Regions from separate parts of the Mus musculus genome. Here all the other regions are linked to region 3. Evidence: chromatin contacts called from public Hi-C and HiChIP or PLAC-seq data. All regions are on one chromosome and are shown on one strand. The core of a region is the stretch at or near the end of the contact, and the rest is flanking DNA. Distances in the headings are between cores, read along the strand shown.

What was found. HiChIP or PLAC-seq counts read pairs in DNA pulled down with a chosen protein or histone mark. A called contact is a pair of places that touch in the nucleus more often than the background predicts.
Region 1: a contact with region 3 is called in an HNF4G HiChIP or PLAC-seq map of pancreatic cancer cells. The contact joins two enhancer-like sites. A contact is called at or near these places in 2 of 15 datasets of contacts at CTCF or cohesin (large pre-B cells and pro-B cells), 4 of 484 Hi-C or Micro-C datasets (the G1E-ER4 cell line, bone marrow-derived macrophages, embryonic fibroblasts and 1 more) and 1 of 115 datasets of contacts at active chromatin or transcription factors (pancreatic cancer cells).
Region 2: an HNF4G HiChIP or PLAC-seq map of pancreatic cancer cells shows a contact between it and region 3. The contact joins two enhancer-like sites. A contact is called at or near these places in 1 of 15 datasets of contacts at CTCF or cohesin (large pre-B cells), 4 of 484 Hi-C or Micro-C datasets (bone marrow-derived macrophages, granulocyte-monocyte progenitors, nephron progenitors and 1 more) and 5 of 115 datasets of contacts at active chromatin or transcription factors (T-cell acute lymphoblastic leukemia, effector CD8 T cells, fibro-adipogenic progenitors and 2 more).
Region 4: a Hi-C map of bone marrow-derived macrophages shows a contact between it and region 3, with 18 read pairs. The contact joins two enhancer-like sites. A contact is called at or near these places in 2 of 15 datasets of contacts at CTCF or cohesin (large pre-B cells and pro-B cells), 5 of 484 Hi-C or Micro-C datasets (the BV-2 cell line, the G1E-ER4 cell line, bone marrow-derived macrophages and 1 more) and 2 of 115 datasets of contacts at active chromatin or transcription factors (the HPC-7 cell line and acute myeloid leukemia).
Region 5: a contact with region 3 is called in a Hi-C map of bone marrow-derived macrophages, with 19 read pairs. The contact joins two enhancer-like sites. A contact is called at or near these places in 1 of 15 datasets of contacts at CTCF or cohesin (large pre-B cells), 14 of 484 Hi-C or Micro-C datasets (the G1E-ER4 cell line, LSK cells, Th2 cells and 11 more) and 1 of 115 datasets of contacts at active chromatin or transcription factors (T-cell acute lymphoblastic leukemia).
Region 6: an H3K27ac HiChIP or PLAC-seq map of the HPC-7 cell line shows a contact between it and region 3, with 12 times the contacts expected there. The contact joins two enhancer-like sites. A contact is called at or near these places in 2 of 15 datasets of contacts at CTCF or cohesin (large pre-B cells and pro-B cells), 5 of 484 Hi-C or Micro-C datasets (the G1E-ER4 cell line, bone marrow-derived macrophages, cortical neurons and 1 more), 7 of 115 datasets of contacts at active chromatin or transcription factors (the 230-238 cell line, the HPC-7 cell line, bone marrow-derived dendritic cells and 3 more) and 1 of 9 other capture datasets (bone marrow-derived macrophages).
Region 7: a contact with region 3 is called in a CTCF HiChIP or PLAC-seq map of large pre-B cells, with 18 times the contacts expected there. The contact joins two enhancer-like sites. A contact is called at or near these places in 1 of 15 datasets of contacts at CTCF or cohesin (large pre-B cells), 6 of 484 Hi-C or Micro-C datasets (the G1E-ER4 cell line, the P5424 cell line, bone marrow-derived DN2 thymocytes and 3 more) and 7 of 115 datasets of contacts at active chromatin or transcription factors (the 230-238 cell line, DN3 thymocytes, T-cell acute lymphoblastic leukemia and 4 more).

The regions. Positions count from the first base shown.
Region 1 is chr16:92,901,478-92,905,441 of GRCm38.p6, forward strand. No RefSeq gene overlaps it. Among named protein-coding and RNA genes, the nearest start is that of Gm41499, 53 kb to the right of the region's middle. Within about 2 kb of position 2,659, at least 64 of the 459 cell types and tissues checked have an H3K27ac peak or open chromatin away from gene starts, as enhancers often do. A contact at or near this core is called in myocytes and pancreatic cancer cells, where this site is marked.
Region 2 is chr16:92,780,126-92,784,019 of GRCm38.p6, forward strand. All of the region lies in intron 2 of Runx1 (runt related transcription factor 1), which reads right to left. Among named protein-coding and RNA genes, the nearest start is that of Gm30281, 20 kb to the left of the region's middle. Within about 2 kb of position 2,491, at least 36 of the 459 cell types and tissues checked have an H3K27ac peak or open chromatin away from gene starts, as enhancers often do. A contact at or near this core is called in pancreatic cancer cells and pro-B cells, where this site is marked.
Region 3 is chr16:93,291,523-93,295,718 of GRCm38.p6, forward strand. No RefSeq gene overlaps it. Among named protein-coding and RNA genes, the nearest start is that of Gm30588, 31 kb to the left of the region's middle. Within about 2 kb of position 1,594, at least 98 of the 459 cell types and tissues checked have an H3K27ac peak or open chromatin away from gene starts, as enhancers often do. A contact at or near this core is called in the G1E-ER4 cell line, the HPC-7 cell line, bone marrow-derived macrophages and 4 more, where this site is marked.
Region 4 is chr16:92,881,736-92,886,128 of GRCm38.p6, forward strand. No RefSeq gene overlaps it. Among named protein-coding and RNA genes, the nearest start is that of Runx1, 58 kb to the left of the region's middle. Within about 2 kb of position 2,461, at least 61 of the 459 cell types and tissues checked have an H3K27ac peak or open chromatin away from gene starts, as enhancers often do. A contact at or near this core is called in the G1E-ER4 cell line, the HPC-7 cell line and bone marrow-derived macrophages, where this site is marked.
Region 5 is chr16:92,845,976-92,849,751 of GRCm38.p6, forward strand. No RefSeq gene overlaps it. Among named protein-coding and RNA genes, the nearest start is that of Runx1, 22 kb to the left of the region's middle. Within about 2 kb of position 1,981, at least 14 of the 459 cell types and tissues checked have an H3K27ac peak or open chromatin away from gene starts, as enhancers often do. A contact at or near this core is called in bone marrow-derived macrophages, where this site is marked.
Region 6 is chr16:92,865,330-92,869,168 of GRCm38.p6, forward strand. No RefSeq gene overlaps it. Among named protein-coding and RNA genes, the nearest start is that of Runx1, 41 kb to the left of the region's middle. Within about 2 kb of position 2,217, at least 86 of the 459 cell types and tissues checked have an H3K27ac peak or open chromatin away from gene starts, as enhancers often do. A contact at or near this core is called in the G1E-ER4 cell line, the HPC-7 cell line, bone marrow-derived macrophages and 1 more, where this site is marked.
Region 7 is chr16:92,805,578-92,809,454 of GRCm38.p6, forward strand. All of the region lies in intron 2 of Runx1 (runt related transcription factor 1), which reads right to left. Among named protein-coding and RNA genes, the nearest start is that of Runx1, 19 kb to the right of the region's middle. Within about 2 kb of position 2,419, at least 20 of the 459 cell types and tissues checked have an H3K27ac peak or open chromatin away from gene starts, as enhancers often do. A contact at or near this core is called in the G1E-ER4 cell line and granulocyte-monocyte progenitors, where this site is marked.

The sequences.
Region 1 (3,964 bases), core at 1,409-3,908, 390 kb before region 3:
ACATATGCACGCAAACAAAAATAACCACGGAAAAAGACTTTTCATGTTAGGGGTAGAAAAGACCCTTGATGATCTTTGGTTCTTTCTGGTACACTGGTGTTAAAGAATCATAGCGGTTATTCTCTTGGGAGTCGGACGACTAGGCTGCTCATGTCCCCATGTCCATCCTTGTTGGCCAAGGAAAGAGATGGTCATTCATTACTCCTCTCAGGTCAGCTTTCTCTTGTCTTTCGAAAAAGCAGCCACAGAGTGAACAGAAAGACCAAGATACATAAAGACTTTTCCTATCTGCAAGGATGCTCAGAGCAGGGCATGTTCCATTCATACAATGGTCCCGTGGAAGCAGCTGGAGGTGTCTCTTCCCCTCCCTAGGTCTCCTTAGAAGACGGGACTGTGGAAGTATCTCCTGGGAGAAGCCACACAGGACAGAGAAGTAAACTGTGTGTCTAACTTAGGGTGTAATGTATTTAAACTGACCCGGGAGATCTCTGTCCTAGGCTTCTGGGAAATGATGTCTTTGGAATATCAGGCCTGCTAGGAGCAGCTTTGTCTGCCTGGAGGCTGTGAGCCAGCAGATAGACACTCTGCTTCCAGGAGGTCTGAGAGACTTCATTAGGCTTGGGGGTGAGGCCTGTGGGTCGGGCCTGTGGGTCATAGGCTGAACCTGCTGAAGGGATGGCCATATGGGTCTCTGACTTTATTTATGGTTTTTTTTTTAAGTCTGCAACTAAGACTCCGATGCCCCTGGATGAATTTATTTGGTGTCATTACCCAGAACAGACCTTAGCCATGGGTGGGATTCCATTAAGTGAGTTCTAGGGTCCTCCTGAGGTACAATCAGAGCTGAGGGCATTCAATATCAGAATTGGTGTGATAAATTAGGAGCCCTTGTAGACATTGTCCCTCTAACTCTGTGGGTTGTGATGGGGTGTTTCCTATGCAGTCTCCCCAAATCTCACATTCTGACCTGCAAAAGCATGGTTTACATTACTTGTATGTCCTTTGTTCATTTTGAGAGTTTCATGTAGTCCAAGCGAGCCTAGGGTTCAAACTCACTAGTAGCCTTTAACTTGTGGGCTTCCTGCTTCCATCTCCAAAGCACAGGTACTGGCCACTCAGACATATGCAGTAATGGGGACTGAATGCAGGGCCCCAGGAATGCTGGGCCAGTGCTCGCTCTACAGTACTCTCTCTTTTAGACACATATTGTCTGTCCTCTGGTGGGTTTTTTTTTTTGTGCTTGCTTACATTTAAATTAGAAATTAATTTTAGATTTGGGTGATGGGTGTGTGTGTGTATGTGTGTGTATGTGAGTTTGTATGTTTGTGTATGTGCACGTTTGTGAGTGTGTGTGTGTGTGTATGTGAGTGTGTGTGTGTGTGTGTTGAAGCCAGAGTTTGCTTGTATTTGCCACTTGTACTGTTAATAAGCACCCCACCACTGAGCTACACTCCCATCCTTGAGAGGGCATCTGAAAGGGTTCTATTGAGGGATGACTTGTAGCAAAAGCCTGTAATTAATTCTGTTTACAAGAGAGGCTGAGGCAGGACCATCAGGAGTTCAAGGCCAGGTTAAACAACTCAGTGAGATCTTGTCTTTAAATTAAACAAAAAATGATTTAAAAAAAATAGAATAGTGGCTTGCATGCACAGTTCTATAGAACAGTCTTTAAAGAGGTCTACCATGAAAAATGAAGTCCTCCGAAGACTCCCATGGCAGCCCTCCACAAGTACAGTCAGTCTGTGGCCATTGCTTCGGAGAGGCCTATGTTGCCTCTGCCAAGTGTGCAGGGAATCCTGTTTCGCTCTTGGCTTCTGGTGGCTGCCCACCATCTTTACATTATGAGAAATATGGCTGCATTGCTCTTTCTCTGGATCACGACTGCCCGGAACTTCCTCCTGTGCCTCTCTCTGCTCACATGACATTTCTTTACTGGATCTCTTTGTCTTTATATTTTCCCCGATGGTACTCTGTCTTGAAGCCAGAGTCTTGTACAGGCAATTTTTAAAAAAATACACAGAACCCCATCCCTGCCTGACAGCCTTTTATATAAGGAAGCCTTCCATGGTATTGAAGATCGGCTCATCCGTGCCACTCTGACATCATCTGAACTAACAACACCTGCAGTGACCCGGGATGCATTCTGCAACACTCGGTGTTAAGACACCAGTGTCTGTTTTCTTTGGAAGGACACAAGTCAATGTGTAGCACCATCATTCCTCCTGACCGATAGACAAGACTTCAGTGTCATCATTAGAGACACTGGAGCAAAGCTGTCACCACATCCTGGCTTGGGAATAGATCAGAGACATAACGAATGTTCAAGTGCAGCACAAGCCAGCACAGGGCAGGCTCACAGAGGAGAATTCTTACATGGTCTCTGCGGGAACTGAGCCTAACCTGGCTTTCTTTTCCAACTCTGGGGAGTTCATTAAATCCTAAGCGACTCTTGCCACCTGTGTCTGCTCATCATGCCACGGGGTGCTGGGGGACTCAGGATCACAAACCAAGGGGGTATTGTTTCCCAAGAGGCCTCATCCATCAAGTGGGCTTGCCCAGTGAGCACGCCGAGACAACCCTCTTCCCACCTTGCCTTTCCCTGTCCTGACTTCCGCTTATCTGAGAACCTTTTGTTCAGGCTCATAATTATTCAATGACTCAGGAACCCACAAGCTTTCCCCATGAAGCCAGACAAGACCAGCAAGCTCCTTGGGCCACCTGTTCCAAGTTATTTCCTGTGTGGGCGGCCACTTCACAGGGCTGCAAATCTGAGTTACCGTAATAGCCTCTTCAAACCCCAGTGCTTTGAGCTGTTGAAACCAGATGGGATCTCGTTTGGTTCTGTCCCGGCCAGGCTCATACCACTATCAATGTTTGCATAGATATTAGAAATCTCATACTCCTTCATAAACAGAGGTTCAAGAGAGAGAGCTGACACACCCTTGCCACATGACCTTGGGGCAGGTTAGCTTCCATTGTCTTGTTCTTCTACAGGGTAGTGTTAGCTGTTTACTCAATGGTCAGGGAAGGTAAAGCCACAGGGGCTAGGGAGATGTACAGAGGCTCAGAGAGCTTGGTGTTCCAGCAGAGGACTTGGGTTCAAATCCTAACACTTCATGATGGCTCAAACCACCTGTAATTCTAGTTCTCGGCGCTGCCCTTCCTGCATCATTCTGTGATGCTGTGTGCTTTCCCATGGGCTTGCTTGTAAGTTATTTATTCCTATGGTGTGGCTGTTCTGCCTACATGTATGTCTGTGCACCATGTGTGTTCATTGACTCTCTGAGGCTGGGTGTGAAATTCTTGGTCCAAACACAACCTCCCAGGCTTTGAAAATAAAACAGACATTTAGAAACACTGGTGGTAGGCAACACTGTCCTATTCAACATTGGCAGTTGCTGAGAAGTTACTCTGAGGGTGAGAAGGCTGGGTGGGCTGCCCCAGGTTGGCAGTTCTTACACATTGAAAGACAGACTGAAAGCCTGGGTGTCCAACTCTGCACAGCAACTGCTTTTAGTATCAAGGTACCCCATGTATTAGCTATAGTAAATTTTACGTATATTTATCTGAAATTCAGAGTCTGATCTGGTGTTCTATCTGGGGACCCTGTGCTGGTTTTATGACCAACATTCCTGTGTACTGGCTGGGCTGTACGAAATGACATGATAAATATGATAAATATTTTGACCCATTGTCTACCTGAAAATACCAGCATACAGCACTCTGCACTTAGAACAACGTATTCGTGTATGGAGCAAGAAACCTGACAAAGAGAGAGAAGCAGACCCAAGCTCATGCTACAAGAACTGAGTCTGCAGAAAAGAACAGGATGTAGGGACCCTAACCCTTGGTTAAAGGTTTAGCTGTAGGAGTTTGTACTGGTGCCTGGGCATCTGGGACCTTGATTTGTGCACTGGCAGCAAGCCATGCCTGCTCCTTCAAGCCACAGAGGTAATGAAAGTCA
Region 2 (3,894 bases), core at 1,241-3,740, 510 kb before region 3:
TGTCCAGCTGGGGTCACAGGGCAGGCCAACTTGTGGCCAGAGGGGCCTTTACAAGTTTGGTTTCTCCACCTCAAGTCCAGCAATAAAACGGATGACGCTGCAGGCAGCCTGCTTTGACCTTGGCAGGAGGGAACACAGTCTCCTGGTGCCCAGCTTCTATGGGAGTTGGCAGCCAGGTCCAGTGTTCCCCGAAAGGACCATGTTTTCTTTTCCCTGCCTGGAAGAGCTTTGGGGCCTGAGGGAAGTGTCGGGTTGGTGGGAGAGGTGCTCGTTGCTTCCTTGCCTGTGTGCGATTCTAAGGTGCATCTTTGGGGAGGAGACATGTGGGCTTGACAAGCCTCCAGAGGAACCCGAACCCAGGCGAACTTCCCAAATTGAACCTTGGTGTCTTGGTGGTTGTGACTCAGAGACACGGTAGTATTAAATGCATGCAAAGGGACTTAGGGGCAAGGAAAGATGATGGAGACACAGGCCATATTAAAGACAGATAATAAAAGTCGTGGTTTCGAAAGAATAATTTTGGGGTGATTGGGAAGTCTAAAGGCAAACAAAGCTGCCCTGAGGGTTACCTGTCCCTCAGTGACTTTTCATTGGAGTTGCCTTCTCAGAGTTATCTGAGAGAGGACAGGAGCCCAGGGGAGATGGCCTTCTGTGCTAGCTTCAGGGTCTCTCTCTCTCTCTCTCTCTCTCTCTCTCTCTCTCTCTCTCTCTCTCTCTCTCTGTCTTTCTGTCTGTCTGTCTTTCCTTCCCTCCTTCTCTCTCTTTCAACTGAAGTAAAGGCCCAGGGATAAATAAAGTTTATGCCCAAATTTCTTCCTTGTCAGCCCCTGGGATTCTGGGATTTTTGTTTTCCTGAATATTTTTTGTTTGTTTGTTTGTTTTTGTTTTTTATTAGGTATTTATTTCATTTACATTTCCAATGCTATCCCAAAAGTCCCCCTGCCCACTCCCCCACCCACCCACTTCCACTTCTTGGCCCTGGCATTCCCCTATACTGAGGCAGATAAAGTTTGCAAGACCAATGGGCATCTCTTTCCATTGATGGCGGACTAGGCCATCTTCTGATACATATGCAGCTAGAGACACGGGCTCTGGGGGGGGGGGTACTGGGTAGTTCATATTGTTGTTCCACCTATAGGGTTGCAGATCCCTTTAGCTCCTTGGGTACTTTCTCTAGCTCCTCCATTGGGGGCCCTGTGATCCATCCAATAGCTGACTGTGAGCATCCACTTCTGTGTTTGCTAGGCCCCAGCATAGTCTCACAAGAGACAGCTCTATCTGGGTCCTTTCAGCAAAATCTTGCTAGTGTATTCCTAGGCAAATGGATGGACCTGGAGGGCATCATCCTGAGTGAGGTAACCCAATCACAAAAGAATTCACACAATATGTACTCACTGATAAGTGGATATTAGCCCAGAAACTTAGAATACCCAAGATATAAGATACAATTTGCTAAACACATGAAACTCAAGAAGAACGAAGACCAAAGTGTGGACACTTTGCCCCTTCTTAGAATTGGGAACAAAACACCTATGGAAGGAGTTACAGAGACACAGTTTGGAGCTGAGACGAAAGGATGGACCATCTAGAGACTGCCATATCCTGAATATTTCTAAACAATGATTTTTTTTTCCCCTATGCTTTGGAGCCAGGCAAGTGATTTGGGGGAAAGCCATAGCTTCTGGAGTGGTTAGCCACAGACTGCTCCCCATAGCTCTGTTAGTACACAAACAGGGCTACTTCCTCGGAAGGGGGGAGATAGCAGAGTTCATGATCACAGGGATGTAAGAGACCCCAGGGATCCAATGAGGCAGGGAACTCATTTTGACAGCTGTGGGGCTGATCCAGGGTTCCAGAACATTTAAGGAAGGGAGCTGCTTTCCTTACAGTGGCAATTCAACGTTTAAAACCAGAATAAAATGATTGAAGGAATGTTATAAGCTTGCCAAAAAGGGTAAAGCATTTACGTAGATTGTCACATCCCTTATAGAAATGAGTGATTTTTTTTCTACTAATAAAGACTTGGATGCGGTTGCTTTCGCACCAGGAACTGCCTCTGACACCCTGTGCATGCCGAGCGAGTGTTCTACCACTACACTCTGCACATCCTTCTCACAGCCTCATTAGCCGATAGCTGCAAGCCACCTCAGCCACCTCAGGAAAACTGGAATAATTTCCAGCCTGGATATGGCTGGCCACCTCTGCTCTCGTCCACCCTGAGCTCTCAGCCAGTTCTGGGGCCCTGACTGCTCTCCTGCCTGGGATGGTGACTTGTCCCCAGCCTTGCCCATGAACAGGTTGCAGGAAGCACAGGACACAAGAGTCAGCTCTGGGCTGGTACCAGGTGGCCTGGGGACTGGAAAGGAAGTTTGACCTCATGTGGTTCACAGCAGGTTCTGGGAGAGCTGTGTGAGGATGGGTGAGGAGTGGGGAGTGGCTGGCTCCCGAGCATGGCTGGGGACCGCAACTTCCCAGGGACCCACACACACTGGGCTCCACCCTTCCCAGCAGACTTGTAGCTCATCCAGCTGTGACCACAAAGGGTGGAACCGAATGGCCTGGGAACCAACTTCGTATTGGTTTTGGTAAATTCAAATGATAGACTGAGTAACGCATTGGCATCTTCAGATGAAGTTATATTACAGAGCTGGGAATAGAGTTCTGTGGTAAAAGGCTTGCCCGGCACCCATGAGGTCCTGGGTTCAATTCCAACACTACTCAGACACAGACAGACAGACAGAGAGACAGATAGACAGAGACAGATATGCCTGTATTACTCTTACACAGTAAATACATTTGCAAGAGTGCATGTGTGTGTGTGTGTGTGTGCGCGCACACACACACACACACACACACACACACACACCAGTAGTAATCACAGCTCTCTTTGAGGAAGTGAGCCTGTCTCACTGAAAGACTGGTACTAGTTACTTTCTTGGCTATAATTTGAGATTTAAATGTTGTAATTTTCTTGTTCCCTGCTATCATTCTGTTTATAGGACAGGCCGTTGGGAGCTAATGGTTTTTTTTCCCCTCCACTCTGTTCTTTCTGTGCCCTCTGTCCGTCTCTTGGAATGTACACGATGGGGCAAAAGGACCCATATCCTGTGCCTCCCCTCCCCCTGCCGCCCTGAAGATACCATACCCTCAGCCAGGCAGCGTTCTCTTGCAGAAGTTTGAACACAGGGAATTGTGTTAGAGAAACATATCTGTTTGATGCTTTTGTGTCCTGTCCACAGGGATGTAAGATCATGCAATGTCAGGCCAGGAGGAGTGGACCTATTAATGTGTGCTTGTTGCTGGGCAGGAATTGTCCCAGGTAGTGCCATCTTTGAGCTCCTCCCAGTGTCAGGTTCCCTTGAAGCAGGTCTGATCTCTGAGTCAGTCCCTCAGCCTAGCTGTGGGGCTCAGACAGGAGTCAGTGTCCAGGGGGGAGAGGCAGGGATCCGGTGGAGGGAACAGACAGAGACGCCTGTGTTGGGATGCAGAAGAGGCAATGGGAAAAAAGGAAGGCTACCTCTGCGGGGACCTGGGGTGTGTCTTCATCTTGTCCAGGGTTTAAGACCGCAGACGTCCCTATTGCAGTGCCTGCAGCAGCACATGTCTGGCCCTTGGTGACTCTTTCTCAAGCACTGTGGACATGTTTATGAAGTAGACCACGAGCTCCCGGGGTCCCATGGGGAAGGTGAAGAGGAGGGCAGGATCTTTGGCCTAAAAACAGACTTCCCGGCACAGTGTTGACACTTCTCAAATAACAGCTAGCTCAAAAAGAAAACCCCAAAACCAGAAAACCAAGCTCTTCCCCTCTCTGCGCTGTCTGAATGGACTCCACCTCACTGTAGAGTGTTCCTTGACACAGTCTGAGGGGGTGGGGTGGGGTATTGAAAAATCTGG
Region 3 (4,196 bases), core at 344-2,843:
AGATGGGATGGGACGGGATGGGGTAGGGTGGGGTGGGATGGGATGGGGTGGGGTGGGGTGGGATGGGGTAGGGTGGGGTGGGATGGGATGGGATGGAGTGGGGTGGGATGGGGTGGGATGGGATGGGATGGGGTGGGGTGGGGTGGGATGGGGTGGGGGGGATGGGATGGGATGGGATGGGATGGCCCTCAGAATGGTGAGAAGCCATTTTTTAGAGCAGACTTCTTCATGAACTGTGAGACAGCCAGGGAAACAGATCAGCGCCTGCGAGTCACAAAATACCAGCACACTACGCAGCAAACCCCACTAACATCCTCTAATTGGGTAGAAAGTTGTAGAAAAGTCTAAAGTAGAGAAACATTTTCACAAAATTCTGCTTCCCCCCGAACTCACACGGTCACGAGGATGACAGGATCCCACGCAAGGAAGGAACACCTTAGGGATGTTGTAAGGGTTTTCACAGTAACTCTTAGAAGTTAGGAACCAGAACTTTTCACCGTTTTGCAGGGGGATTGAAATACAAAGTGATTTTTACAAACGTTTGGAGCTATCTCTCGGCGAGGAAAACACACCGTTTCCCTGTTTGTTCTTTCAATTTGCTCCACAGACCTTTCCCCCACACTGGTCCCAATAAATCAGTGCACTTCACCAGCACATTTAACGTTGGCCAGACTTTCAATTAGTGACTTTCTCCCAGGCAAGGCCAGCTATGGTCACACAGTTCTTTTCTTAAACTTCTTGCTATTCTCTGGCTCCCAGGAAGTGTGCACCTGTCAGCCAGCCCAGCCCCCACCCTCTCTCATTTTCTTAAAAGCCGGAACTCGGTTTCATTTTTCACTCTTGATTTTAAAGCGGTTGGAAAGCATGAAAGAGAAGGGGCCAGCAAGGGAGGTAAATAAATCTAATCACCGCGAAAAGGCGATGAAAGACCCGTGCCTACGTTTCCTCAATTTGTTCTTGAAATGATCCTTGCCACACTCATTGACTGAGGACCAGCTCTGGGTTCTCCAAAGAGAGGGTTCACGGAGCTGGGAACAAAAGAGCCAGTTCTTTTCAAACACCCATTGGAGTCATTAGTTCCCACCTTTTCCTCTTCACATTTCCAGGCACGGTTAATAAGTAGCTAAATTGACTTCTTTGAATCCTGTGCCTGCTCCTTTCTCTCGCCCACCCTCCTAGACGCATGTGGTTGCGCAGTTCATTCTTTAAGAGGAATGACACCAAGAAAGAAAGTCCTTGAAAAATGGCCACCAGCCACTTAAGAACTACAGACATTTCTAGTAAACTGAACAGCTAAACAGTGGCTGAAAGGGAGAAACGTAAAATCAAACTGGGCAGTGTGGCAGATCTTTCAAGTGCCAGGCTATGTCCCTGGCTCTTATTGTCCCTACGGTGGTCCCTACAGGACACTCCAGGCCTCCTGTAAGAACATACAACTGCCAATGCTCTTCTGACGGTTTTCTCTGGGGTGGTGATGGGAAGGCCTGAGGCGCTGCTGGCCAGGAGCAGCAGTTGGCCTCTAGACAGTGTGGACTGGAGGGCAAACAGACAGTCGTTCGGTCTTCAGTCTCACAGAGGGCAGCTGCTCTGCAAGCCTGTTCTGCTCTGTGTCCCAGAGACATGCCTTGCAAATGTGTCACTGACCACCTTAGCTTTGGGTAACACACAGCCATGGGAGAAAGAGAAATGTCTCCCCCTGGAGGACACACAGGCATGCTCGCTGCCCGTTGTATTAGACTTAGTCTCCCCCACACTCAGCATTCCACCCCATCAACTGCCTGGACCAAGCCGCGAGACCCACTGGAAGCCTTGAGGAAAGGGAGACTCAAGCCACGGATTCTTCAAGTTTCTTGCTGTTCTGTAGCTATATGATCTTTGTCCCTGTTGTCCTGGTTTCATTTCCTCCACCAGCAACCTTGACACCAGGGAAGGCCTGTCGCCTGTCAGAGGGAGGGGCAGAGGTCTTGCTCACTTCACAGGTCTCCTGCTGAGCGCATACCAGAGAAGTTCGGGAACTGAATTTCTGTTTGGTTCAAATTAGAATAGTCACATCCTAATAAGATTTACCTTAAAACTTTACTTCACTCTATGAATCACATAAGAACACGATTAAAACAGAATGCTTTAAGAAATGGTGCTCCAAGGACTTGGGGCTACAGAACTAGAACCTGAACCCACCCCCCAAATACTCAGTAATGGCACATACACCAGGGGCCATCGTGATAATACACTGACTGTCTACAATAGTAAAGTTGCTTACAAACACAGAATGTGACAAATCCTTTCTCCTAAAGGATTCTCTCTCTCTCTCTCTCTCTCTCTCTCTCTCTCTCTCTCTCTCTCTCTCTCTCTCTCTCTCTCTCTCTCTCTCTCTCCTCCCTCCCTCCCTCTCCCTTCTCCCCTTTCTTCCCTCCTCTGTGTTTGGATAGATACATAGATAGATGTATGATAGATAGATAGATTTATAGATGCATAGATAGACAGACAGACAGACAGATAGGTGATATGCAGACAGGTGATAGACAAACCGACTACATATGGTAATAATTGCAGCTTTTGCTTATCTCTTATGAAACATTTGTTTACTTTATGTCCTTGCTTGTTTGTTGTAGCACAAAAGAGTCCATCTCTCTAAGTGTATTCATTGCTGTTACAAATGGAGGGAAAATATAATTAACAGGAAAAAAATAAAAACTGTTATCACATGATGTCTTTTTCAGTTGAAAGGGACATACAAGGAGATAGCTGGCCATGGGACTGGCATCTCAGTTGAAGTCCAAAGGGTTTTCCTACCTCTTCATGGTAGACAAGTGGCCGTGACGACCCCACAGCCATACAGAAGTGAAGACACCGTTTCTGCAGGCTGCATGGACCTGGTTCGCTAAATTCCACTGAGATTCCCCCAGTCACCTGTCATTTCTAAAGATGCAGATGAGAAAAAAATTGTGTGGTGCTGCCTGCAGAATCACACCCCTCCCCCCTCCCCCATCCCATCCCCCCCCCGCACCCCCCCCCCACACACACTTAAAGGAAGAAAGCGGAGAGGCAGAGTCTGGAGGCTAACTTCCCCTGCTTCCGATGCTTCTCAGATTAATCTGAGAATGACACCACTAGGCTGAGGTAAGAAATGCAGGCAGTGGTGGCCACTCAACTCAGTACTTAAGGAGAATCTTCACATTATGTTACAAAGTAACATATTTACACCAGGGGTGGAGCTAATGTCCAAAACAAGCGTCCCCACCTATGATCATTCTGCTTGCTTGTTTGTTTGCTTGTTTGTTCTTTCATTTAAGACGTTTCAGTGACACAGACAAACATAATGAGCCATCTCTACTAAAAATAGAATGTTTCTTGCCTGGCCTGACTTGATGCTGATTTGTGGCGACTGGTTTTGAGGAGAGCAAACATCTTCGATACACAATCACTTATTGAGGGCCTGCGACACCCAAGGCCTGCTGCTGGATGTGCCAACTCAGAGGGACGTGACTCAAGCTGGTGTCTTGAGAGACTTTATTATGATACAGACATTTTTCCAAGATAAAAAATAAAATAAAATAAATACACAACTTTGTGTTTTTCCACAGCCTCTGAAGATTGATTTTTTTCCCCCAAATTCTCTGTAAAATGGAAATTCGGGGAGAAATTAAGATGTGGTTTTATTCACCATTGTTAACTGTGGTTTCTTACCATGGCAGGAGCCTTGGGAGTTTCCTCATTTGGGCCAGAAACAGCAGAGAGGTTCCAATCTCTGTGCTTTTTAAAATATGGTCTTTTCCATCTGTTTCTTAAAATTCTCTCAGCAAAGCAAGGTGATGGTCAGGGAACTGCTGTTTGATTGGACCTAACAGTGCTTAAGGCCAAGGCCAAATAGACCCCGAGGTTAGCTAAAAGGCAGGAATATAGGTTCCTCTGGCCCTAGCCTCAATCCCAAAGATGGAAATTAAAATAAAAACCAAGCCTCAGCTGACAATACCCCTGCCCATCTACTGGAGAATTGGGAGCTAAACTGTGAAAGGCCACATGAAGTTACAGGTCTAATCCACACATTTTCCATGTTCATACAAAGCAACCCAGAGAAAACCCTTCTTTCTATTTACATGGTGAGTGTAGCCCATAGACTAGACAAAGACATTAGAAAACTATTACTGGTTCATCTATATGTAGATTAGTTATTAATGCAAAAACCACAAGTAAAA
Region 4 (4,393 bases), core at 1,211-3,710, 410 kb before region 3:
ATTACCAGAGAATTTCATCTTTGGTCCCCTCTTTACATCCTTCCATCTCTCCTTCTGAGTCTGGATCTTACTATTGCAGAGCTCCTCTGGAGGAGACCTGGTCTTTCATCTTCTGGCCTTGCATTCTACCATTCTTTGAAATTTTACTACTCTGACTTCTTCAAAGCTGGCCACAAACTCCTCTAGTCTCTACACCATTATCTGTGGCAGATGCCAGATCTACCTGCCCCTGACTCTACACAGCTCCTGCTATTTATTGGTTAGAGGAGATCCAAAGAAGCTGGTATATAGCCTCCTCCAGTCCCCATGGCCTCCTCTTCAGGCTGAAGCTAATCTCCAGTGGCTGTCCCCATGGCCTCCTTGCTGTCACACAGCCTCTCCCAACATCTGTTTGATCTGTGCCTGGAACACATCACTGCTTCCTCGTGTGTATGGGTGGTTTTCAGCATGTCCTCTCCCCGATCCCAGGCTTTCAATGTTCCATGTTCTTCTCTGCTCCACTCTACCATAAGAGTCACCATTACCTTCTTTATCCTTGGCTTTGACTGCTCCAGCCATTTCTTTCGAACAAGCTTCTGCTATACTTTACTGACTTAAACTCTGGTGAAGGTGATTAGTGTTGGTGACCTTTCTGAACCAAAATATTCTGTTGTTTGATTATATTCTGTGCTTAATGCTGTGGTGTGTGAACACCGGCATCAATTCTGGGCTCCTTGCAGATTACCCTTGACTGACTCACTTGGCCTTAGACACTAATTTCTACAGTTCTGAAGAAATTTTCCTGATACTTATTTATTTCACAGTTTGGAGGAAAAAAAATCTTGATCATATTTACTCTTTCTTCTTCAGTTCTGAATGTTTTAAAATCTTCTATTTCTAACAAAGTTCATTATCATTGTATGGAATATTATCCATTTCTTACTATTATTTGATTAATATCATTTGCACACTATATTCACACAATGTGCATGATCTCCAGGAAACTGCATTTCAATCTGAAATAGAAAATCAAATTCTGTTCTGAGAATAATCAGGAAGAGGAATACTGGGTGGTAGTTGTCACCGTATGCTCAATGGACATCAGCCATCTATAATGTCCTGAGCTCCATATTATATGTTTTGGGCACAGTGAAGAATGTTTCTCTATTGACCTGAACCCATTGAGCCTGATTTTAAGTGAGGAGTACAAGTATGCACATGAGCAATATAAAAATTAGCCCAGGAGCTATGCACAACAGAGATAACTGGTCACCAATGGGCGTCATCTCTCTCTAGGCCTTTGATGGTAGAGCTCTTAAGTTGCCAAGGTTCAAAATTGCTTATGCAGCAACATCTTAAGAGAGAGGGGATCTTCCTTTGAACCCATACTTCCTCATACGCTCTAGATGCTGGCCACCATTAAGTTACACACACTTGACTGATTTTGTGTAGGGGTAGCTCTGGGTCAAGGTCATGATCCTATTACTAGGAGATGCTCAGTACAAACCCCGTCATTTGTGGCTTCATGGTGAGAACAATGTCATTACACATGGTACCTGGCCTTCTATCTTTCTAAACATGTCTTTCCATCGTGTGTATTTGTGTGTGTGTGTGTGAGAGAGAGAGAGAGAGAGAGAGACTCTGTATGCAAATGCTAACAGTAAAGTGTGTATTTATGTTTGTGCATATGTTTGTGTGGGTCTCCATTTGTGTATATGTGTGTAGTTTGTGTGTGTCTCCATGTGTCTATATGTGTGTATGTATATGCATAGTGAGCAGTTTCCTGAGGTCAACACCAGTCCTTCTACCTAATTCTACAAGTTCAATTATGCCTGGTCCCGCAATGCCAGCTCCGTCACCATCTACAGTTTGATCAAAAGCACAAAGGGTTCTCAGAGTACTGAGAGGAAGACCTTTGGGAGGGACTTATTTGGATAATTCAAGATTCTGACACTCAGGGGACCCTTGGTAACTCGACATCGATAACAGCTACAAACAAGCCCTGACAAGGCTGTGAGAAGACTCAGCCTCTGAGTATGAACATGCACACCATGGTCTTAGAAATACACTTTCCCGTCTGCTGTCGAAACACACGAACCATCTGAGAGCAAGCGAAAGAGAGAACGCATCGTTCCCACCACCTGATCTTCATTAGGTGGCCAGCGCTGCAAGCTGGCCTGTGTGCTGACATCAGTGGGGTCCGGCTGCCGGCAGATAAGTGGGAGCACATGGTACCGGCAAGATAAGACTCTGGTGGCCTGGGACAGATGTGAGCAGCCAGGCTCTTGCAGGGGGCCTCTGGGAAAAGCCCTGTTATTCTGAGCATTGTTCACACTTGCTAACAACTTGCCTTGAATGGGGCTTTCGACATGTTTCTTCCTTCAGCTCAGCGCTATCTGCCAGTTGTTAGTGTGGGCTATAGCCCGCACAGCAGCTTCCTGATGCTGTCAGCACAACAGGAAAGAGGCAAGAACTGAGAGTGATTTATAGGCCTGCGCTGACATAGCCTCAGACCGGTGTGAGCCCAGCCCTGAGCATTAGGCCAGTGCTAGCTGCCCCTACTTCTGAAAAGTGAGTTGTTCAGAGAGGGGAAGACCCATGTAGTGTTTCCAGGGAAAGATGAATAACAGAATAGGATGTGTGGTTGGCTCTCTATGTGTGGCTGAGCTACTGAGAAAAGTTCTATGGGACACTGCCATCCTAGGCTATCTGGTTATGTACACAGGCCAGAAAGACAGCCTTGTCTGATATTTCTTAGGCATCCTCCACATTGATTTTTAGACAAAATCTTTCATTGGCCTGAAACTCACCAAGTAGGCTAGTTCAGTAAACAAGTGTTAAATTGACTGGAGGAAGTGCTTTCCTTGGCAAATCAATCTCTTGAGATTTCAATACCCTTAATCTGAACACACATTGTATGGACCACCTGGAGAGACACATGCCAGCTAAACCTCCTGCCACTCTGGAGGGGGCATTTGGTGGCTCCTCACAGGAAACACAAAGATGATGGGATGCATTCTAAGTACAGAGCAAGGGTGGCATGGAGTAAAAGTCACACTATCCTGATGGGTCTAATTCAAGCCCATGCATGACATGCGTGCTAAGAGGGGAACATTCTGCAAACAAGTTAAAAGCAGATGGAGAGGATCCTGCAGGGAAATGTACAGAACGCATTCTGAGCAGGTCAAGCTGAGCCTCAAAGAACTGTTAGGATTTAAGACCATATAGCTCTTGGGAGGAAGCTCTGTCCATTGAGCATCATCACACAAACACAAGGACCAGTTCCCATCATCATCACCCACATGCAAAGCTGGCTGGGGGGGGGGGCTGGTGTAATCCCAGCATCAGGGAAGACAGAGACACGAGCAGCTTTGGGAGCCTGGTCACCCAACCCAGACCCCTGAGCAAGCTCTAGGCCCCAGTGAGATAACGTGGTTCAAAAGGACTGGGTCTAAAGCTCGTGCAGAACAATGCTAGTGTTAACTTCCTGTTCCAAAGAAATGCACATACAAACCTACAAGCATGCCCGTGTGCGCTCACACACACACACACACACACATATGCACACACATATACACACATACATGCACACATGAATGCAACACACAGAGGCACACAGAGACAGAGACAGAGAGACAGAGAGAGAAAGCAAGAGAGAGATTTAATTTTATTTTAATGGTGATGTGTGTTTATAGGTAACATTAAAAAATTCAGAACAGAACAAAAAAGGAGAATGAAATTCCCTAAAACCTCGCTGTTCTGAAACAACCACTGTGGGGCTTCATTTCTGGAATCAGTCTTTAGTTTCCATCCAATATCTAAACAGTGAACAGCCCATGTTCATAGAAGATTATATGTTACCAAGACTTTTCTGTTTGGTTTTGGGACAGAATCCCACACACCCCTTGGCTGTTCTGAACCTTGCCACATAGCCAAGGATTAATTTGGACTCTTGGTTCTCCTACCTCAACCTCTTGAGTGCTAGGTTTACAGGCATACATCTCCACACTCAGATAGCACAGATTATATTCTAGTACCTTTGGGTTACTGTTGTGTGGCCATATCACTGTGTGTGCAGTGGCCCATTCCATGCAAGCACTTGTTCTCTGCATATTGTCACGGGGATGCTGATGTCTGCTCTGTGAATTTCTCTAGCTCCCTCTTTGGTTGCAACTACAATCACATCAAGGTCTTTTTGACAAAGGAAATTATAAGGAGAGTTGTGTTCAAGGACAGCGTTACTCTCCAGTGTCCATTTGTTTATGGAAGAGTGCAGGACCTAGAGAGGGGACTTATGATGGGCTGTTCCTCCATGATGATGGCAGGCTGTGGGTGACAGGCTACAAGGATGTGTATTCGTGGGATGGCCGCAGGGAGGTTGTGATCAAAACAAGGCGAAAGATTGATGTAATGG
Region 5 (3,776 bases), core at 731-3,230, 450 kb before region 3:
GTTTAAACTGGCGTTTTCCACTACATACAGACAAAACTATTTCTATTCTGAGCGTTTCGTGATTGCATAGAGACTAGCAATGGGGATTAGGTAGGGATGCAGGGTGGCCCTGCTGGGGAGAGACATACAGAAAGCAGACGCTCGCTCCTCTGCTTTTGATGTTTCTTTCTTCCCCCTCTTCTTTTCTTTTTCTCTTTTGGACAGCTACAGGACTTAGATCGGTGCTTTACAAGTTCAGCCTTCAGTCGAGGAGGCCACTGTTTTAGTGAGTTTATCCAGCCTAAACCACAGGATAATGTTGTTCGCTTCTGGTCCTTGCCTTTGCCTTTTGGTTCCAACATGGACCTGTTGACGGGCCAGAATTAAAACCTCAGTGCAAGAAAGAAAAACAGAATGTCCCTGGCCATCACTCATCACCTTTAAGGGAATTAAGTTGACTGTCAGGGCAGGAAAAAAACCTTCACCTTGTGGATATGTCCAAGAAACTGTTTAAGAGAATGGAGGGATTTCTCTGTGGTTTGTTACGGTAGAAATAGGCTACTAGCATGGTGAGGGATACATTCGACACTCATCTGGCTTATTTTCCTGAGAGCTTAAGTTAACTGAGTAAATAGTCCTTTTCATTTTCCAGACTTCTTAAGGAGTAGAAAGGGTCTAGAGCCAGACTGCTTGCTGTTAAAAGGCGACAAAATTGTGAGCATGTGCTTCCACCATTTTGACCTTGTGGAACGGAGCAGGCAGTAAGGGAGCATGGAAAAACCAAGTGAAGTAAATCCTTTTTATCAATAAATTAATAAACGATTTCATTTTTGGAGGGTGACCTTTGAGGCCATCTGTTTTCTTAGTTCTAAGAAAATTTTAACTGTCTCCCAGCACCCTAGATAAATTCGCGTTTCCTGGTTCCAGGCTGAGCGGTCCCTCCCTGTGGTCTCTTAAGCTCGGACAGTAGAGTTGATGAGCTCAATCTGATTTGCCCTGCACGCTGCTGGAGCACACATCACACACTTGTAAGGATGCGATTGGAATAAAAATAGTCACCTTAAGATGTGTCTGACACAAACAAGAGCGTCTTCTCGGGAGGTACCATGGGGCGTCTCTGGCCCTTGATTAGCCAATGAGGTTTCCCATTTCTTAAGTTGCCACTTTTGCCTATAAAGTCGGAAGTTGTCCAGTTTCTAAAAGTAACTAAGGTTGAAAGTGATATAAGGGCTTAAGCTATTTAAAATTGCTTCTGGGGTGCCAGCACAGCTTTAGAAAGACAAACTATATCCGTTTTTTCTCGATGCTAGGATGAAACACCTTAACCTAAAGCAGCTTGGGGAGGAAAGGGTTAATTGGCTTAGACTTCTACACCACTGTCAACTATCAAAGCAAAGCAGGCCGGGAATTCAAGGCAGGAACCTAGAAGCAGGCACCGCGGAAACAGAAGCCGTGGAGGAAAGGGGCTTATTGGCTTGGTCTGCCCACTTTCTTATACAATCCAGGACCACGTGCCCAGGGGTGGAACCACCCTTTCTGGGATTGGTCCCCTGGGATGGGCCTTCCCGCACCACTTAATAATCAAGGAAGTAGTCCAGGAACTTGCCTACAAGCCCAGCCAATCTGATGGAGGCATTTTTTTTCCAGCTGAAGTTCCCTCTTCCCAGATGGCCTTCGCTTGTGTCAAGTTGGCAAAGGCTAATCAGCACACAAATGGCTGGAAAAAAAAATCCATGTCCTATATCAGTTTTTCATAATTAAAAACTAGCTAATGTGATTTAAATATATATTAGTAGTAATTATAAAGGAATATGAGAGAAATATGCTTTGACCCAAAAAGATAGATTGAGTAATTTTCAAGATGGTGACCTTGACTTTGAACGTTTAGCTTTTCAATTAGTTGGTGTGAAACCTGGTACTTTACTAAGAGGGGAACTAATTAATTCAGTAACAGGCAGAGACCCAAGTTCCTCCCAGGGAGATAAGATGACATCACCACAGAGTCTGAGGAGGCAGTATGCAGCTATAACTTCAGATCAGCCAATCATACTGACTGAGATAGAGTGAGTACAGCCAATTGTGATCACTCATCTTCCTTCAAAAACCCTATTATGTCAGCCTCCAGAAAAAAGCCCGATGAGCCGAGAGGGGCATCCAGCCAAGTCTTACACAAATCCCTATGATACATTTAACTCTGGATAAATAGATCATTTCACTGACTTCTGTGGCAGAGAGATCCACTGAATGGTATGATGTTGGTGTCTTCCTAAGGAATGTATTTCCACCATTACAGCCAAACTGACTTGTTTAAAAGGAACTTAGTTTTTTTCTTTCTTTCTGTTTTTATAGGCATTTCAGCTAGTTTCATTCAATTTTTATCTAAAGTGGGAGCACGTTCTCAGATATTGTATATGAACGTCGAGGAAGACCCTTACTCAGAGTTTAGCTTCATCTACGTTATTAACTATCATTTCTGGCCAGCATGCTACACATTTCTTAATAGTGAGATGCTCTTATTCCTTCTTGGTCAGTGTGCAGCAGGCTCCATGGCCCTTGTTTCTGCTCATCACTTCTTCAGTGTTTGGCTTCACTCCCACACACTTCCTGCTCTCCCAAGCATCTCAGTACCTCTCATTCCTACTACAGAACATTCCAGGTCTTTATGTAGGCCCAAGACCTCACACACTTCTCCACCCAGCTATACTTAGCTGAGCCTTTACAATTTGTGAACGTCCTAGACATTTTTACCGCTACAGTGAAGGGCAACATACTGGGTAGTTTATAAACAACAGGTGCCCGTTTGACTCAGAGTTCTGGAGGCTGGGAAGTCCAAGAGAATGGTACATGCAGGTGAAGGGCTTGGGGCTAATGAAGGATGGAAATAATGGGAGGCAGAAGGGCAAGAGAAATAGATGTAGAAAAGGCCAAATATGCTTTTATGCCAGTGCACTATCGAAATAAGTATACCCTAGTCAACAACATTGGCCATTTCCCGAAGACAAAGCCCATGAGGTAATGAGGCCAACCCACATATGTAGGCCATGCCCACACACGGAGGCCACGCCCACACGGAGGCCACGCCCACGCATGGAGGTCACACTCACACATGGAGGTCAGGCCCGCTCATGAAGGCCACTGAAGTCCTCTTACTAAGTCCTCCTCCCCAGCACTGTTGGAGATTAACTTCCCAACACCTGATCTTGAGGGATTCAGTCAAACCACGTCATCCTATATAAAGTAAAAAAATGGGTCCCTTGTTCAAAACTCACGAAGAATGTCAAAATGGCGGCTGAACGGCCTTAAACCAAGGGTGAGCACGGGAGCTTGGGCAGGCTCTCAGGGTACATGCTGGAGAAGCTGGAGCGGACTATACCAGCAACCATACTCTCACATGCATCCCTCGCAGGCATGCAACATAAGACGTTCTTAGAGCACGTGGACTTTGGCTCCTTTTACTAAATCCCCTTTTAACCCAACACCAAGTTCTGAACATCCGTGTTCAGAACTCAGATCTGAGTGCTTTCTTTCCTCCCTTGATCCGAGTAAGGACACACACACCCATTTCCTGCAGTCTGAGTGACTTGTTCATTCAAAGGCCGTGCTAATTAGTTTTCTGCTTTTAAGTACACTATATAGAAAACTAAAAGTAATGAGGAAGAAAAAACTCATTACCCACAACATGGCAACAGTTAACGGCAAATGCTGTTTTACTTTGCTTTCTGCTGATGAGATAAAATGTTCTGGTCAAACGCAACTAGTGAAGGAAAGGAATTTTTGGCTTCTATCTGCAAATCACA
Region 6 (3,839 bases), core at 967-3,466, 430 kb before region 3:
ATCTTGGGGTTTGGTTCAGTAGTAGGGCTTTTGGATGGCATACTCAAGACCCTGGGTTCAACTCTAAATATTGTAAAAAATAAAAGTAGAAAAATGAGATATTCTGTTCTATATTTGTATTGACTTAAAAGGCAGAAAATGAAAAGTATGCAGAATAATATAGTGAAAACCTAGTTTCAATATGACAAATCTGTTTCTTAAAAGGTTCCACTGTTCCATAAAGCAGAACTTAAAATCTACCAACCCCTCTGAACTGCTTCCTGGTGTCCTTTGTCTGGAAAATCACTGGGAGGACTGCCTTGTGAGAGCGTAGAATATCCCGGAGTGCGGGAGGAGGAGGGGGAGCATGGGATCTGGAGGAGCATGGGGAAGTGGAGGAGCATGGGGAGGAGGAGGGAGAAAGACAGCATGGGAAGTGGAGGAGCATGTGAAGTGGAGGAACATGGGGAGGAGGAGGAAGAAAGAGAGCATGGGAAGTGGAGGAGCATGTGAAGTGGAGGAGCATAGGGGGAGGAGGAGGAAGAAAGAGAGCATGGGAAGTGGAGGAGCATGTGAAGTGGAGGAGCATAGGGGGAGGAGGGAGAAAGAGAGCATGGGAAGTGGAGGAGCATGGGGAAGTGGAGGAGCATGGGGAGGAGGAGAAAGAGGAGGAGGATGGAGAGCATAGGAAGTGGAGGAGCATGTGAAGTGGAGGAGCATAGGGGGAGGAGGGAGAAAGAGAGCACGGGAAGTGGAGGAGCATGGGGAGGAGGAGAAAGAGGAGGAGGGGCGAGAGTATGGGAAATGGAGGAGCATGGGGAGGAGGAGGAAGAGGAGGAGGAGGAGAGAGAGTATGGGAAATGGAGGAGCATGGGGAGGAGGAGGAAGAGGAGGAGGAGGAGAGAGAGTATGGGAACTGGAGGAGCATGGGGAAGTGGAGGAGCATGGGGAGGAGGAGGAAGAAAGACAGCATGGGAAGTGGAGGAGCATGTGAAGTGGAGGAGCATAGGGGGAGGAGGGAGAGGAGGAGGAGGGAGAGCATAGGAAATGGAGGAGCATGGGGAGGAGGAGGGAGAAAGAGAGTATGGGAAGTGGGGGAGCATGGGGAGGAGGAGAAAGAGGAGGAGGGGTGAGAGTATGGGAAATGGAGGAGCATGGGGAGGAGGAGAAAGAGGAGGAGGGGTGAGAGTATGGGAAATGGAGGAGCATGGGGAGGAGGAGGAAGAGGAGGAGGAGGAGAGAGAGTATGGGAAATGGAGGAGCATGAGGAGGAGGAGGGAGAGCATGGGGAGCATGGGAAAGATAAGAAGAAGAGATGGAGGAGGAGGAAGAACATGGGAAGTGGAGGAAGATGGGGGAGAAGGAAGAGGAGGAGGAAGAGACCAGCTCATTATCCAAACTCAGTGGCACCAAGAGAGACCAGAGACTCCATCCCCTTGGCGTTCTCTGAGGCCAATTGTCAGTGGTCACAATGGATGTACAGATCTCAGCTTCTCTCCGAGCCCCCTGTTCAGATCCTACAAGGATGATGTACCTGCAAACCACCTGTGCTCCTCCCAAGATGAGGGAGTTGGGATGATCTGTGTTGAATTTTAAAATACTTCAGGTGTATTCTCTACAAATTTGAAATATCCTTTGACAAGTCAGACCTTCCTCCCTAGATATCAAATCCTCTATGTTCTGGCACTCACAATCACACATATTTCTTCCACATCCCAGAGATAATTGATCATCCTGCCTGCCTCTGCTACTGGCCATGCCCTTGGTAGTCCACACGGGAGAAAAAAATTCTCCCCTGAGCCCAGAGTAGGTTTCCCTTCTTTTCACCATTGCTAACTCCTATATTCTTTCTGATTCACTGTTGAGCCTCAAGGGTGAGGGCTGTAGACACAGCTGTAAAGGTCATGGTCAGGTTCTGCTGTGGGACCTAAGGGTCTTTGCACTGGTGCTGCCACGTGGATTGGTGAACCGATGCCAACAAGCAGAAAGCATCATGGCTCAAGCAGTGTGGGAACTATGTCATCCTCTTTGTCATCCTTCAAGAGCGGGGGTGGATGGTTTCACCTCTGGTGCAGCAGATGGCTTCTGTCATCAGGGACCCAAGCCTTTTCTATTCTTCCTCTCTGTGGTCTTTGACCAGTTGGACAGGAAAACAAAACTTCATATTTATCACCTCATGATCACAAGATGGCTGACGTAACCCCCACAAGGCGTTCTCCTCTCAGCACCACAAACAGGAAGGAAGGAGCTGATGCAGATGTTGTTGTCTTTTGATTTAGAAAGCGAATCCCGTTCTGCTTCCCTCTTCCTCTCAGTGTGGAGACCTAATTATGTTCCTGTCTCTCAAAGACGATCAGTGAGGACAAGTAGGACCCCCACAGCTGGTTCAGACATTTGTGTTGAGAACAGGACTGACCTACTTTGAGAACAAAGAGAACTCTGTTCAATGTCTGGAACACAAGATTGGGAGGTGTTCTAGTTCGATTGCTGTTGCTCTGATGAGACCCCCTGACTAAGGGCACTTCAGGAAGTTAAGGGTTTATTTACTCTTTCAGGGCACTGTCTGTCACTGAAGGGTGTCAGCTGAGTCTATGTGGATTAACTAGCCTGACTGGGGAGCTCTCCCCAGCCTCAGAGGCTACGACAGGAAGCCTGGAGGAACTCATGGCTCATGCTCTGCTTTCTTTTTCTCTTCTTTCTGATCTAATTTTCATTTTACGTGTGTAAGTGTTTGTGCCTGACCTGAGTCTGAATAACTCGTCTGCCTCGCACCCCAGGGAGGCCAGAAGAGGGCATCAGAGTCCCCAGAACTAGAATTACAGATGGTTGTGAACCACCATATTGGTGCTGGGAACTGAACTCAGGTCTTCTGCAAGAGCAGCAAGTGCCCTTAACCACTGAGCCATATCACCACCTCTCTAGCCTTCTTAGACAGCTCTCTTATACACCCCAAGACCACCTGTCCGCTGTGGACTGGGCCCTCATACGTCAACTGACAATCAAGACCACACATGCCTTCCAGATATTCCCATAGGCCAATTCTGTCTGATAGGCTAATTTAATCTTGCTGATCTATCAGTTAAGACCCCCTTCTCAGGTGACTCTAGTCTATGTTAAGTCGACAGCTAAAACCAGGGCATGAAGAAACAGCTATGGGCTATGCAACCAGGAAGCCAGTCTAGGTATTCTGCTCTGAGAGAGTTGGTCTAGCTTTGATAACCTTCTTTGCCCTTGACTGTGGCCTCCTCCAGTCCAGGCATGCGTGGTCACAGGAGCACCTTCATCCTTGCACATTGCAGACTTACCAGAACTTTGTCTTCATTCTCACATTTACCTCCTGGAAGGGACCACTTCAAGCTTCCTTGCACACTGGTCATGTTTTTTATCATCTTGCCTTGTCTATTTATAATTCCCCACTCTAGGCTTCCAGGAAGCCTGTCTCTATCATGTTCCTTTTTTCTGAGCAGGCTTCCTCTCGTCAGCCCCTTTCCTTTCTTCCTCTCTGCCATGTTCTCGTAGTGGCTGTGCCTACCACCACTCTGTTGCTTCTTACTGTATTTTTTAATGTGTTATTTTTCATACAATTATATTTTGATTATGTTTCCCCTTCTTCAAATCCTCCCGGATCATCCTCACCTTCCAATACACCCAACTTTATGTTCTCTGTCTCTATTCCTTGGGGGCAGGGGCGGGGGGGGGGAGACCTCTAAGAAACAAAATCAAGCAGGAAACAGCCCTTTCAAACCACAAAAACTGAAGATCAAACAAATTAACAACAAAAAGCCAAGTAGTTAAAAGACCATTATGACAAAAACAGAAATTCTGAAACAAAGCAATATGAAAACAACAACAACAACAAC
Region 7 (3,877 bases), core at 1,169-3,668, 490 kb before region 3:
AACGGGAAAATGGACAATCGGGACTGTAGCAAATTGGAAAGTCTTTCCAGTAACTAAGCAATTAGCAGGGTAAGAAGGTGTCCTGATGATCCAGGGGACATACGGACATATTTGAAATCATATCTCTGCTAAGGGTTTCATCTTCTGCATACACACAGAACCCAACAACTTGACAGCAAGACAAGAAATAACCAGATCAAAATGTGGGCAGGGGACTTGGAAAAATTATTTCCCCAAGACATATGAAATGACCCAGGAGTGTATTTAAATTTGACCAACACCTCTAACTGTCAGGGAAATACAGAGTAAAGCCTCCATCACAGGCCACCTCGGATCTTTAGGACAGATGACATTAAACATTCCAGAGACTCCATAGCTGTGGAAATGTGGGGGTCTGAGGAGATATAAAGAAATGGACCCACTGTGTGCTGCTGGTATGAATACAAACCAATATAGCCACTATGGAATAAAGTTTGAAAGTCCATTAACAGCTAAAAATCAAACTAGTGTATCACCCTATCTGATGGTTAGTGTTGTCAACTGACAAGCTCCAGTGTTATCCAGGAGTAATTTGTTCCTGTCAAGGGGTTTCTAGGTTGGGTTAACTGAGGTGAGAAGCCCTGCCTTGACTTTGAGCAGTAGCATCACGAGTTAGTGTTCTGGACTTAGCAAAAGGAGCCAGTGAAGCTAAGCACCAGCATTTGCCTCTCTCTGCTTCCTGAGCAGATGCAGAGGGAGCCACTGCCTAGAGCTCTGGGTACCATGCCTTCCCCATTGTGAAGGACTGAACCTTCAAACTGTAAGCTAAATACACCCGTCCTTCCTCAGGCTGCTCCTGTGAGACACTCCATTGCAGAAATGAGAAAAGTAACCAATACACCCAGCACACACACAGACACACAGACACACACACACACACACACACACACACACACACACCCCACGGATACACAGGCACACACATCCAGACACACAGGCACACACAGAGACACACAGACACACACACAGATATACAGGCACACACACAGGCACACAGGCACACACAGACACATACCCTGACTCACAGACACACATACAGAGATACAGAGACACAGACACACACACACCCAAACACACACACACAGACACACACACCCAGACACACACACCCAGACACACAGAGACACACACACACTCAGATACACAGGCACACACAGAAACATACCCAGACTCACAGACACACACACAGAGATACAGAGACACAGATACACATACCCAAACACACACCCAGTCACACAGAGAGACACACACACACACTCAGATACACAGATACACATACACCTAGACACACACACACACACAGAGATACACAGGCACACACACACACACAGACACACAGGCACACAAGCACACACAGAAACATACACAGACTCACAGACACACACACAGAGATACAGAGACACAGACACACACACCCAAACACACACCCAAATACACACACACACACACACACACACACACACGAGAGACACACATACTCAGATACACATACACCTAGACACACAGACACAGACACACACACACACACACACACACACACACACACACAGACACACACACACACACAGACACACATACAGACACATATACAGAGACACATATACAGAGACACATACACAGAGACACACACACCCAGAGACACACACACACAGACACACACACACAGACACACACTCACCCAGACACACAGATACACACAAACACACACATACATACATTCACACATACATAGACATACAGAGACACACATACACACCCAGACACATAGAGACACACACACCCAAACACACACACAGAGACACACACCCAGACACCCAGACACACAAAGAGACACAGAACACGTACATACACAGATATACTGACCCACAAGCACACATGCCCACACACACACACACACACACACACATGCAGACATACCCATGTACCCACACTCAGCACCCAGACACACAGACACAGACATACACACATAGACACAGGCACAGAGAAACATGTATGGACACATGCACACAGATACCGCACAATAAATTTAATGTAAAAATATTCCTTTGACTGTTAAAAAGGACAGTATTAAATACTATCTTGGGGTAAAACAAGAAGATGCCTGTCTACACATATGTAGTCCCTTCAAAAAATGTCCTTTGGAGCTGATAACAGAGCACACGTGTCCCCAGGCCTGGGGGAAATGGACTAATTCTTAGGGCTCGTCCTGTGACTTTACTGTTCTAGTTAATCTTCTAGTTGCTGTGACAAACACTGGACAGAAGCATCTTAAGGAAGGAAGGAAACATTTATTTAGCTCAGTCTGTGGGTACCGTGAAACTCGTCCAGGAAGGCCTGGCAGCAGGAGCCCGAGGCAGCTGTGCCCACTGTGTCCACAGTCAGGAAGCAGAGGGACATGGGTGACGGGCTCAGCTCACTTTTTCCTTTTGTCAAGACTTGGCCCACTCTCATCAGAACATGCTGCCTACAAGCAGAGTGGGCCCTCTCTCTTTAACATGTTTATTCCGCAAACACCCTCATAGACCTATCCAGAGGTGCATTTCTATGGTGCGTCCTCTTTCCCTTAAGTTGACAATGAGGACGAACCATCAGCGACACCGACCCTGAATATAGGCCAATTAATCCATAACAGAGAGTGGCTGTGCTCCCCAGAAAGCCATGACTCGGGCTGCTTAGTCTGACACTCTCTTCAAGACAAAAGTTGAACCAGTCTCCACTCCAATAGCTGAATTATGTGTCTTTCCTTTGTTGATTACAGGAGTTAAGAGCAGAGGCAAAAGGCGTCAGGGAGGAATCATGCCAACGGTTAGTACCTTCCTGCTGCTAATGGTGTGGTGTGTGTGTGTGAGGTATGGTGTGTGTGTGTGGGGGTGTGGTGTGGTGTGTGTGTCTTGTGATTGTGTGTCTTGTTAGTGTGTGCCTTGTGAGTGTGTGTGTGGGGGATGTGGTATGTGTGTGTGTCGTTTGTGTCTTGTGAGTGTGGGGGGGGGATGTGGTATGTGTGTGTGTCGTTTGTGTCTTGTGAGTGTGTGTGTGGGGGATATGGTATGTGTGTGTGTCGTTTGTGTCTTGTGAGTGTGTGTGTGTGGGGGGGGATGTGGTATGTGTGTGTGTCGTTTGTGTCTTGTGAGTGTGTGTGTGTGGGGGGGTGTGGTATGTGTGTGTGTGTCGTTTGTGTCTTGTGAGTGTGTGTGTACACGTGTGCATGTACGCAGCACGCACACGTGCACATGTCCAAGATCACTGTGACCTCTATGACTGTTTAGAGTCAAACCTGCCACTCACACAGAAGTAGCTGGTGTGTTAACTCTGTCCTGATTTTCAGTTCAGAGTCTGCCATTATGGGTTGCTGGAAGACTCCCCAGGCAAGTCCTAAGTTCTGACTGAAGGTAACAGCAGACACCACTATGAGGAAAAGGGAAGGCAGATGAGAAGCAGGGGCACCTGGCTGGTCTGGCTCTGGAGTGTACACAGACGTGCAGAAAGATCATAAGGAGGGCTAGCGGGGCTTCGAAGTGCCTTCCGAGAGCCTTGGGTTTTGATTTCCCAGTCTATCATCATAGCCTTGCGCAGGCAAAGCAGGGCCCTGGCCTTCTCCAACGGAGCTTTATTATTTTATTACTGTTTTTTATTACGGGATAATAATTAGCTTGAGCACCTTTTAATTTCTTCCCATCAAGATGTTTGCACAGCAACAATTAGAGGCTGGCAGCGCCCAGCATCTACAGAGAGAGTCTCTCAGAGCCAGCCGCTGGAGCTGGCAGGGGGACTCATCGCTAAGGTATCCTCCCTTGGGGGCCAGCCGAGACCGGAAGGGAATTGGCGAGAATATAGTAAT